3 separate regions of the Sus scrofa genome follow, and all the other regions are linked to region 2. Evidence: chromatin contacts called from public promoter capture Hi-C data. All regions are on one chromosome and are shown on one strand. The core of a region is the stretch at or near the end of the contact, and the rest is flanking DNA. Distances in the headings are between cores, read along the strand shown.

What was found. Promoter capture Hi-C pulls out the DNA fragments that hold promoters and counts their contacts.
Region 1: a promoter capture Hi-C map of liver shows a contact between it and region 2, with 4 times the contacts expected there. The contact joins the promoter of TM9SF4 here to the promoter of ASXL1 in region 2. A contact is called at or near these places in 2 of 5 promoter capture datasets (fetal liver and liver), 3 of 47 Hi-C or Micro-C datasets (heart right ventricle and liver) and 1 of 2 datasets of contacts at active chromatin or transcription factors (alveolar macrophages).
Region 3: a contact with region 2 is called in a promoter capture Hi-C map of fetal liver, with 5 times the contacts expected there. The contact joins the promoter of POFUT1 here to the promoter of ASXL1 in region 2. A contact is called at or near these places in 2 of 5 promoter capture datasets (fetal liver and liver), 3 of 47 Hi-C or Micro-C datasets (epiblast stem cells, fetal liver and heart right ventricle) and 2 of 2 datasets of contacts at active chromatin or transcription factors (alveolar macrophages and skeletal muscle).

What each region holds. Positions count from the first base shown.
Region 1 is chr17:35,762,735-35,766,725 of Sscrofa11.1, forward strand. TM9SF4 (transmembrane 9 superfamily member 4) reads left to right here and starts at 2,369. Exons shown (of 18, transcript XM_005672825.3): 1 at 2,369-2,612. The coding sequence starts at 2,598.
Region 2 is chr17:35,983,409-35,987,395 of Sscrofa11.1, forward strand. It overlaps ASXL1 (putative Polycomb group protein ASXL1), which reads left to right and starts at 2,570. Exons shown (of 12, transcript XM_021077427.1): 1 at 2,570-2,696. The coding sequence starts at 2,640.
Region 3 is chr17:35,854,381-35,858,147 of Sscrofa11.1, forward strand. It overlaps POFUT1 (protein O-fucosyltransferase 1), which reads left to right and starts at 2,288. Exons shown (of 7, transcript NM_001129952.1): 1 at 2,288-2,420. The coding sequence starts at 2,288. It overlaps PLAGL2 (zinc finger protein PLAGL2), which reads right to left and starts at 2,184. Exons shown (of 3, transcript XM_003359941.5): 1 at 1,987-2,184.

The DNA.
Region 1 (3,991 bases), core at 1,119-3,618, 220 kb before region 2:
GAGAGGGAGGGAGGGAAGGAAGAAAGAAATTTGTGCATACTGTGATGCTGGTGGGTGATAGACAGAGATGGGAATCTAAACCTGGGCAGTCTAGCTCCAGGATTTTTTTTTTTTTTTTTTTAGGGCCACACCTGTAAGTTCCCAGGCTAGGGGTCAAATGGAAACTGGCCTATGCCACAACCAAAGCAACACCAGATCCAAGCTGAGTCTGTCTGCAAGCTGAGTCTGTCTGCAAACTACACCACAGCTCATGGCAACACCAGATCCTTAACCCACTGAGGCCAGAGATGGAATCCGCATCCTCATGGATACTAGTCGGGTTCATAACCCACTGAACTCCTAACTCCAGGATTCTGATATATTTATGTATGTTACCAAAGGAGACTGGGATCTGAAAGCCTTTGGGAAAAACAGAAAGTATAAGGAGAGTAAAAAGAAATACTGAGGAATAATGAGCCATTTTTGGGGGGTTTTGTTCCTTATCAATCATCTCCCTTAAGGCATCCAGAAATAATGGCAAACACCTAGGATTCAAGCTCCAGAAGTGGTTCCAAGTTTGGAGCCTATGGCTTAGTAGCTGTGACACTTCAGACAAATCCCTCCCCTAGTCTTTCAAGCTTCCTCCCCTTGAGGATTTATCTGTTCTGCTACTCTTCAGGGTGGTTGTGTGGGTCACAGGAGTTATTACATATGTGTTTCAATTATTTATTGCTGCATGAGAAACTACTCCAAAATCTAAAACAACTAGGCTCAGCTGGGCAGGTTTTTTGCTCCATGTGGCATCAGATAAGATTATGCATATGGCTGCATTCGGCTGGCAGTTCAGCTAGGGTTAGAATGTCTGTGATGATTTCATTTACATTCTAGTGCTCAGCTGGAATCTAGAGTATCTTGAGGAGTTAGCTGGGCCTCCCTCCTCCATGTGGCTCTCCAGCTGGGTAGCCAGACATCTTTAGACCCAAGATAATAGAAGCAAAAGCTGCCAAGTCTCTTCAGGCTTAGACTCAGAATTGGCAGGGTCATTTATACAACATTCTATGGGTTAAAGCAAGTGATAAGACCAGCCAGATTCAAAAGGAGGAGAAATAGCTTACTCCTTGATGGGAGAAACAGCATCCTCATGCAAAGATGAGAGGGCTTATTGGCAGCCGTCTTTGCCCACAATCCACCACAGTCATGCTCATAGGTGGGGAATCAAAGTTCAATTGACCCCCTACCAAAAGGTAGGATTAGACTAGAGTCTTACGAATAGTTTTTGCATAATGCCAAACACTGTAGCACACAGCAAATGTTCAGTAAGTGATTATTATTAACCATTATTATTTTAACAACTTCCCCTAACAGTTACAGATAGCACAGGTACTATATCCACTTCACAGTGATACATGGACCAATGATAACACCACAACTCTTTGGGTTCCCTTTTCCAGATACTGGAAACTGAGGCTTAGGAAGGTTGAGTGACCTGCCTTGAGTCATACGCTTAGGTAGCTAGCACATGGTGAAATCCACATTCAAAAATGTCTTCCCCTGGAATTCCTGCTGTGGCACAACTGAATCATCAGAGTCTGCAGTGTCAGGAGGCAGGTTTGATCCCTGGCCTGGCACAGTGGGTTAAAGAATCTGGCAGCTCAGAGCTGACCCCTAGCAGAGGAACTTCATATGCTGCAGAGCAGCCAAAAAAAAAAAGAAAAAAAAAAGTATGTGTGTGTGTGTGTGTGTGTGTGTGTGTGTATTATATATAGTCTTCCTTCACTAACTATGCTGTTTTTCCTTCATTCATTGGCATCCACCATATGCTCAAAGGAGTATACATAAGAGTATAATGAGGAGTTCCCTGGTGTCTCAGCAGGTTAAGGATTCGGCTTTATCATTGTGGCTCAGATTGCTGCTATCAAGTGTGTTTGATCCCTAGCCCCAGGAACTTCCATAGGCAGTGGGTGCGGCCAAAAAAAAAAACAAACAAAAACAAACAAACAAAAAAAACGGTATAATGACAATTAGTTATTGAATAATACTACATAACATTATGTCACTGGATCCTTACCGTAAGTCTATAATGAAGGTATTATAATAATCCCCTCTCCATTTCACAGATACGAATGAGGCAGTGAGGTTAAAGACAGCATCTTACCCACAGAGGGATTATAATCTATTGGAGAGGATATAGAATATTCAAGCAAATAATTAAAAACATAATTACAAATTATTCGGTTAATAGAGCCCTGGTACCGACCCAGTGGGGAACCTCAGGTAACCCTGGCAAAGGGTCTCCCTGCCAATAGTAAAGATGGAGCCCACAGAACAAGCGCGTTTACGCACACCGCCATTACCCACAATGCAGTGGCAGGAGGGGGAGGAGCAGGTTCTGCCAGAAGTTAATATGGTCCCCATAGTTACACCATCCTCTCTTTTCACCTAATCAGCGACCTGATTGCCCAGACCAGGCTACCGATCAGGAACTAAGCCTCCTTCGTGCCTCCACTCACCGTGACCACAGGAGCGACTGAAGCCAGGCAGCACCTCAAGGAGTTCAACTCCGTAACCAAGGAAACACCACTTCCGCTGACGTCATTACGGCGACACGTGGATCCAAGATGGCGGCGGGGATGGTGAGTGAAGGAGACTCTGGGAGCCGGAGAAGGAGCGGGGCCCTCCGGGGATCCCAGGACCCTCTGGTGTCCTATTCCTGGTCTGATCCATCTCCACGACCCCTAGCTCAGGCCTGAGAGACATTCCTGATTGGACTCGTTTATCCATAAACTCCGCCCCTTGCCCCGGCCTTTGCCCTGCACTCAGGCCTGTCAAGGCCCGAAGTTTTGGGGGAGGCACAGGGTCGGAGGAAAGGTCTTGGCTGCACCCTCCGCCAGTTCTTATTCTGACTTTGGTCCCTTCCATTATGACCTCCACTTTCCAATTTTCACATCCCAGCCCTGTCCCTTCTGAAGAGCCCCCCATTATTTCCACCTTCGCTCCTTCTCACGTCCAAACCCCGCTCTCTCCGCCACTCCGCCTCTCCACTATCCTGACTAGTACGCGGATGCGACCTCACTTCTGTCCAGCCTCCCAGCCCAAGCCATGTCCTCACTACTACCCTCGACTGTTCCCACCGCGCACCTGTAACGCCTGCCAGTGCCCCGAAGCATGCTTTTACCCGCCCCCCATGCATTCTCCATCCCCACATCCATCCCTAATCATTTATCCTGCCTTTTCTCAACTCCCTGCCTCTCTCCTGGGGAGCTTTTATCCCACTGGTTCTCAACTTTACTGTGCGTAAGACTGGGCGGCGGGGGGGGGAGGGGTGATGGGGGAGACTTGTTAAAAATGCAGTTTCCAAAGATTCTAATTCGTAAGGCTAGGTGATGCCCAGGAATCTGCACTTTTATAAGACTCCAGTGATTATGATGGTCTGTAATTTTGTTTTGAAAAGCACTATACCAGCCCCGCGTGGCTCCATCACCTACCTATGCTCCTACAGGGCCACACAGCTCATTAGGATGAAGCCTGTGTGAGGATAAGGGTGTATGGACAAGCTGTACAAGGAAAGTGGGTCAGGACTTGCTGGCTCCTGGTGCAGAACGCTGGAAGTAGATCTATGAAGGACTAGCCCAGTCTCCTTACAGAAACTCGGCTGATGTTCTGTTTGTCAAGAAACCAGAACTAGGGAGTTCCCATTATGGCACAGTGGAAACGAATCTGACTAGTATCCATCAGGATGCGGGTTCGATCCCTGGCCTTGCTCAGTGGGTCAGGGATCCGGTCGCAGACTTGGCTCAGCTCCTGAGTTGCTGTGGTGTAGGCCGGTAGCTGCAGCTCCGATTTGACCCCTAGCCTGGGAACTTCCATATGCCGCAAGTGTGGCCCTAAAAAAGCAAAAAAAAAAAAAAAAAAAAAAAGAAGGAAAGAAACCAGAACCAAAACTGAAGTCACTTAGTCCAAACTAGTTTTCTAGGTGTGCCTGTATGTTGCTTCCTCAGCAGGTAATTTCATC
Region 2 (3,987 bases), core at 1,320-3,819:
ATGAAGCTACTCAAGAAGAAAACATTTTGAATCAAGCCAAATGACTTGTCAAAGGTTACTGTGGCAGCTGCAGATTAAACAACAATAACCAACATTAAAAGAAATCAGGTCAGGAGTTCCCGTTGTGGCACAGTGGCTAACGAATCCGACTAGGAACCATGAGGTTGTGGGGTTCGATCCCTGGCCTTGCTCAGTGGGTTAACGATCCAGCGTTGCCATGAGCTGTGGTGTAGGTTGCAGACACGGCTCGGATCCCAATTTGCTGTGGCTCTGGTGTAGGGCGGTGGCTACAGCTCCAATTCGACCCCTAGCCTGGGAACCTCCATATGCCGCGGGAAGTGACCCTCGAAAAGACAAAAAAAAAAAAAAAAAAAAAAAAAAAATCAGGTCAGACAATTTTTGGGTTGTGGAGGTGGGATTCTTCCTTTCCCTCTGTTGGAGTGAAGTTAGAAGGGGACAGAAGATTTTAAAGCACCTTATTTCACCGTCTACCGTCGATTTACTGTGCAGGATTTTGTTTATTGGACACCAAAGTCTTGTGTGATGTGCATTAGAAACAGGAGCACTGGAGTTCCTGTTGGGGCTCAGCGATAACGAATTTGACTAGTATCCGTGAGGATGTGGGTTTGATCCCGTGCCTCGCTCAGTGGGTTAAGGATCCAGCATTGATGTGAGCTGTGGTATAGACTGCAGACTTGGCTTGGATCCCAAATTGCTGTGGCTGTGGTGTAGGCTGGCAGCTACAACTCCCATTTGACCCCTAGCCTGGGAACTTCCATAAAAAGCAAGCAAGCAAGCAGGAGCACTGAACTCCTTGTTAGGCTTGGGCAGCATGGTGTTGGTCTTCCCTAAGCATTGGCTCTCCCGTGTGCTGACCTCAGGGAGTGAAGAGTGTGCTTCCTCAGAGGGAAAAACTTTCAAATATGGCCACTGACCCTTCCTCCCTAATTTTAAAGAACTGGCCATTATCCAATTTAAGGCTGATTCTAGGAATGTTTCTGGATATTGGCTGATTCAACAACCAGGCACAGAAAACCTATGTGTTGGGTACTCTGAATCTCATTTCATTTCGTGCTCTGCAACCAAGGCTCAGAGAGGGTAAATACATTGCCCATTGCCTCTCAGCCCGGTACCTATTAAACACTAGCTCTATGCCAGGAGCCAAATTATATATACCCATTCACACCCTCTTCCAACATGCCAGGTGTTTTATGTTGATTTTAATCTCAATAATGCTGTTAGGTATTACGCTGATAACCTGGACTGGCTGGTCTAGGTCCGTTTGACCCCAGGTTCTGTGTTCTCTCCAGGGTACTGCCTCAAAAAAGGCCTCAGGTGCATTCTGGAAAGTATGGCCCCTAAGTCCAAGTTCTTTACACCACCCATATCACCAAGTTCACTAGGTGGTAAGAACACTGTGGGCTGGGGTGCAGCTTCTGCAAATACAGCTTCTGCAAACACAAAGCGGCATGAAAGCACAGGAGGAAATGGGAAACTGTCTAGGTCCCTCAATCATGAAATAACCGTTTTACTGGTATGAGTTTCTTTTTGTCTCATTATTATGCGGCAGTGAGTCATTTAGCGGAGGACCAAAAGGGAAAGTCCTGTCACTTGTCACCTACAAGAAGTGTCCGTGAGAATCGCTTAGGCGGAGAAAGGCACTAAGTGGGGGGTGGGGGTTGAGCTACCAGTTGTCAATCCCCACCCTTAACAGCGCGACGGCCCGCAAGAGAGAAGCGCAGAAGGGGTTAAACCTAGCACGGTGGAGGTGGTGTGGTGGGGATCCAGCCACCGCCCCTTCCCAGCATTACCTCCCATAATGCTTCAGGCCCCCATCCAGTTCCCGCACCTCGCGAGACTCCACCCAGCCCCTTCCCCGAAAGACTGTCTTTCCCCCTTCCTCACCGAGCTCTGCGCGGGGCGGAGGAAAGGAGGGGAGGGCGGAAAAGACGGGCCGCTGGGATCGCCGGGAAGTGTGGTCCGAAGGTTGCAAGCAGCCATATTCTTCCGGAGCGGGAGAGGCCAGACAGGCAGCCTGGACTACGACTCCCAGCCACCTTTTCGGTTTGTTTTTGTTCAAAAAAAAAAAAAAAAAAAAAACCCCACAGTCCCCCTCCTCACTCTTCACACACACTCACACACACCCACAGCAGACACGCATATACCCTGGCGCCGAAGGGAAAGCCGCGTCTCGCCTTCCTGCCCCGCCGCCAGTCTAGTCTTGGCCCCTCAGCAGAGCGGGAAAGCGGAGGCCAGAGCTGTGACCTCTGACCCCATGGTTATGCGGTGCCGCCGCATTCCTTAGCGATCGCGGGGCCACTGCTGCCGCCGCCTCCACCGCCACCGCCGCCGCGGGCGACTGACGCAGCGCGGGCGCGTGGAGCCGCCACCCCTCCCCCACCGCCGTCCTCGCGCCGGGTCTCGCGCCAGCCGGTCCCCAGCGCGCCCGCCCCTTCTCCCCGGCCGCACCCGAGTCCTCGCGCGCCGCCGCCGCCACGCGCCCCCCGCTGCTGCTGCCGCCGCCGCCGCCGCCGCCGCCGCCGCCCCAGCCCCGCGCCGCCGCCGCCGCCCTAGCCCACCCCGCCCGGAGGTCCCGCGTGGAGCCGCCGCCGCCGCCGCCGCCGCCGGGGAGGAGGAGGATGAAGGACAAACAGAAGAGGAAGAAGGAGCGCACGTGGGCCGAGGCCGCGCGCCTGGTGAGGCGGGCGGCAGAGGGGGGCTTGGTGGGGGGGCGTGTGGAGGGTGGGTTGGGCGGGCACCCCCCCACCGGGAGGGGGAGGGGTGAAAGCCCTGCCCACCGCAGGAGGGGGCGGGCCACTCGGGAACGGGACAGTCCCCCCCCAAGGCGTTCGGTGGGGAGAGGTCCCCCGCCGGGTCGGATGTGGCGCCTTTTTCTGCACGCTTCCCCCCCCCCCAAATTCCTGCGGAGGGGCGAGCTGGCTGGCCGGCTCCTCCCTCTCCGGGCGGCGGGGCCTCAGCCACCCCTCCCCCACTATTTGGCAGTATCTCGGGGGTCTGGGGAAGCTTCGTTTGTGCACCCGGGGGAGTTAGGTTTCCGGGAAAGGTCGGAAGCTCCTCCCTCGCTTCCTGGTGGGCAGTGGGGTAGTGCGTTTGACTCCGGGGGTGGGAAAGAGCCCCCAGTTTCAAGGACGCGAGTGGCATTTTGAGATTTCGAAATCTAAACCAGGTGTGTGGAGGGAAACAAATGCTTACTCCCAGCTTGAACCCTGAGCTGTGGTTCTCAAACTTTAGTGTCCTGTGGGGACACCTGGGGAGGTTGTTAATGAATACTCATCTTAGGGTCCTACCTAAGACCTTTTGAGTCTTAGATTCTGAAGTAGAGCCTGAGTATGTTCATTTTAACCAGCTACCCAGGTTGGTTGTAATGCAGGTGGCCCACCGACCACACTTTGAGAACTGCTGACTGGACTTCATAAGTCTGGACATAGGCATTCTGCAGAGAACTAAGTACACTTTGCAAAGAATGTATCTGTGTGTTCTCTATTCCTTGTTGTCCTGGTGCATGTATACATGCAGTGTTGGACAAAGACTAAGTGTCTCTGAAGATACTGCTTACTGAGGACTTAGCAAAGGAGAGAGTAATTTGAGTATTTGGAGCTGTCTGGTGAGGGAGGTTGTGAATTTTCTGTTCTCAGTGTCACAAGACTTGCAAGTGAAATATCTTCCTTTTGGATTTGCACCCACAAAGCTAAGACACTTTGAGACATATTCTTATAAAATCTTGCTGATGACAGTAGTAACAGGTTATACTTGTCTCAGAAATGTCACTTTCTCAGAATTATCACAAAGCAGGGTTATAGTGCAGATGGCACACTTGTCTCTCGACAACTTGTAGTTTATATGCAATTGCTATAATTCACTTTTAATGATGAATGAAGCTCAACTTTCTAATCTTTCATTTTATTGGAGAGTGAGGTTCTTGCCTCAGAGGTGTTGTGCAGAAGAAGATGAACGTGTGTTTGAGGT
Region 3 (3,767 bases), core at 1,038-3,537, 130 kb before region 2:
CTGTTTCCTCATCTGTAAAACTAAAAATACTTACCTCACAGGCTTGTTGTAAGGATTATTTTAGTCAGGTACGCAAAGGGCTCAGCATAAGGCTTGGTTTGCTCTAAGCACCCAACAAAAGGCGGCTATTATCTTTGCCTTTGTATTGAGTTGCAAGTTCCCACCTTCCGCTGCCACAGTTGAATTCTCCCAAACCACCCCTAAACTGTTGAGAAATAGCCCCCCTGCAGCAAGGAAAGGGTTAATCTCTAAGTGTTCTTAACTAGAGAGACACACAGAGGATTAACAGCTCCACTTCAGTGACTACCCTAAAATAGCTTTTATCCCTCCTGCCCAAGAGCTACTTGGGGATCTGAAGAACTCAATTCAACACCTGCCGAGGAGGAAACACACCCAGGAACTTTCCTTGGGGTGGACAGAATCTTCCCTTAAGCAGAACTCAAAACAGCAAGTGGGAAATTATAAATAGACTTAAGAGATTAAAAAAACAGGTCCTGACCTGGGCATTAGAAACAAATCCCAAAGACACACTGACTGGCTGGAAAACAGTGAGAAGGAAAAAGGCGAATGGGAATAGCTGCCCCACTCACTTACTCACTCACACACACACACTCCAGAGTGGTGGGAGAATTAAATTACAGGGAGGCTGGAGTGTCTCAATGACTTGCATCATTCCAAGAGACATCAAACAGGATTAACAGGGGTTGGATTTACTCTCGGGCTGCTAGTTCTTCTGTCAGTGTAGATGGGCCCTCTTTGGAGTCTCTTTGATTCACTGTTTCCTCTGATTCCCGCTGCCTCCCACTCCTGAGAAGGCCTTGAGCAAATGGCTGCAACTCACTACAGCCCCATTTTCAGGAATGGGGAAACCTGATTAGACTTCCCACCCCAACCTGGAGGCCTCACCTTGGGGGGTAGGGTTAGAAACCCCAGGCCAGACTATTTCAGAGTCCCAGGCAGACAGGTGGGAATACACACAAGCCAGCAAACAGGTACACTTGTAGGTGAAAACATCAACAACTCCCCACACCTGAGGTCCCCTTATCTTGCAGCTTACAGGTCCCTTTCCCCCACCCAGCTGGGGCCACAGCCTGGGACAGAATTTGCAGGGAACCCCCTGGCTCCTGGGCAGTTTCTAGACCACCATACTGCGGGCAGGCATGTTAAACGCCTTAGCTGGGAGGGCTGGGGGTGGACGGCTGCCAGGCCAGGGACAGAAATTCGGGTTTCAGGGATGAGAGGTAGGGAGGAGCAAGTTATCTGGGTCCCTAAGAGGAACCCACCGACCCGCAAAGAAAGAGACGGTGTGGAGGGAGCAGGGCGGATTACCAAGGGCTGGTAGGTTAAAGGGGCTAAAAGCGAATTCCCTGAATTTCAAGACTCAAAATGGTACTGGGTGTAAGCTGTCTAGGGCTTGGGGGTTACGACCCTCGAGAAGGGGTTTCTGCATAGGGCTCATGTGGGTTTCCCAGAACCAAATATTTGGGAAAAGGCTCAAAAAGGGCTATGTGGTTGCGGGGAATAGAACAGAAGGGAAAGAGCGCACTATTTGGAGCAGGAAAGGGGGTTATGTGGGTCCGGGTAGGCGTGTCTAAAGGGAGGGAGCAGGTGCAGCTTATCTGCGTCCCCCAGACCCGAGTTCCTAGTAAGGTCAGCAGCGCGTTATCTGGGTCTCCAGGGAGCCTGGGGGTCGGGAGTGGGTGACCCCCCCAGGGCTACATCTCCAGGTCTCGGAAAGGAGGGGGGCAGAGGGTTTCTTCGGGTACCCCAGACCCGGATATCGGGTCCAGGGAGAGTTTTTGTCTCCCTGGGGCCTATCTGGGTCCGCGCTGGAGCAAAGGGGACCTCCGGTCGGGGGTGTGGGCGACCGCGCTGAGGGGCCCGCGATGAGGGGCGCCGCCGCTCTGGGAGCGGGGAGCGCGGGCGCAACAAGACGGCCTCCCGCCCCGCTCCCCGCCGTCCCCCGGGGCCCTCGTCGGCACTCACCGCGCTCGGGGCCCCGCGCTGCGGGCCGGGCCGCGCTCGGGCTCCGCCAGGCCCGCTCAGGCCCCGGTAGTGGCGGCGGTCGGGCCATTGTGCGGTGCATTGTGGGAGCCGCGCGAGCGGGAGCTCGGGCAGGGGAGGGGGCGGTGCCGCGGGCTCTCTATGGTCCCGCCCGCCCGCCGGCTAGAGCGGCCGGGGCGGTGCGCGGGCGGCGCGCGCAGACCGCCGGGAGCGGGGCGGACGCTCGCGCCCCTCCTTCACTCCCCGCCTCCGCGCCGTTGCGTGCTCGGGCTCCGGAGCAGATATGGGCGCCGCCGCGTGGGCATCGTCGCCCCTGCCGCCACTTGTGTCTCTCCTGCTGCTACTTCTGCCGCTCCCGGGGCTGCCTGCGGTCTCCTGGGACCCGGCCGGTTATCTGCTCTACTGCCCATGCATGGGTAAGGCCTCCTGAGCCCTCTGCTCAGATGGGGAAACTGAGGCCCAGAGAGGAGAAGCCGCTCCTCTGAGGCACCCAAGAGACGCCTTGGCATGTCCGAGAAAAGACCCCAGCGAGGGGCAGGGCCTGCTTCTTGCCTCTCTGCCCTAGTTGCCAGGGCACTGAGGGCCCTCTTTGTCCAAGCTTCCATTTGGCAGATGAGAATACTGAGGCCAGGAGAGTTTAAGTGTCTTGGCTCGAGGTCTAAGCCAGCCCAGTCCACTAAATGTAGTGGGGCAGGACTTGTTGTCACTGATGCAACGCTCCTCTGGGCGATTCTTTCATTCATTCAACAAATATTCACAGGGCGCCTCCTCTGTGCCCAGCCCTATTCTCTGCTCTGGGAATACGGTGGTGATAAGGCAAAGCTCCATGCCCTTGAAAAGCCTTCGTTTTAGTTGAGAAAGACAGACCATAAAAGGAAAACATAAAAAATAAGTAACTACACAGTATCTTAGGAGAGGATGAGCGCTATGGGAAAATAAAATAGAGCAGGGTAAGGAAGAATCTAAAGGCTGATTGAGGGCTGCAGTTTAAGTGGGATGGTGGATTTTTATTGTTAAAATCATTCCTTCCTAACATCCTCCAGACTCCTGACCATGAAGATTTGGCCCTCTGCCCGTTATCTCCACCACACTCTTCCCAGATTCTCCAGCTGTAGGCACAGTTATCCCTTCTGTTCCTTACACATGCTTGGATCCTGCAGCTTCTGCTATTGCCTATGCTAGTCCCTCTGCCTGGAACACCCTCTTCTTGCCTTCTGCCAGACCAGCTCCTCCCCATCCTCAGCCAGAGCTTAAATGTCACCAGAAAGCACTTCACTGACCTCAACCCAAATAACCTTCTCCAAATTGTTCTCTATCACCAAACGTTTTAAATTTTATTTTGGATGTATCTTTTTTTTTAATTTATTTTTTGAATGTATCAAAATTTATCACTGTATGTTTTTGTTTTTTGTCTTTTCTAGGGCCGCACCTGTGACATATGGAGGTTCCCAGGTTAGGGGTCCAATTGGAGCTGTAGCTGCTGGCCTACGTCATGGCCACAGCAACACCAGATCCAAGCCACAGCTGTGACCTACACCACAGCACGTGGCAATGCCGGATCCTTAACCCACTGATTTGAGGCCAGGGACTCAACCTCATGGTTCCTAGCCAGATTCGTTAACCACTGAGCCACAACGGGAACTCCTTATCACTATATGTTTAATGTCCCCCTGGCTGGACTGTGAAGGCCTTGAAGGGAGAGACCTTGTCCGTGCTCACGCCTGTATCTCAGCAACACCTAGCAGAGCACCTGACTTGGATTG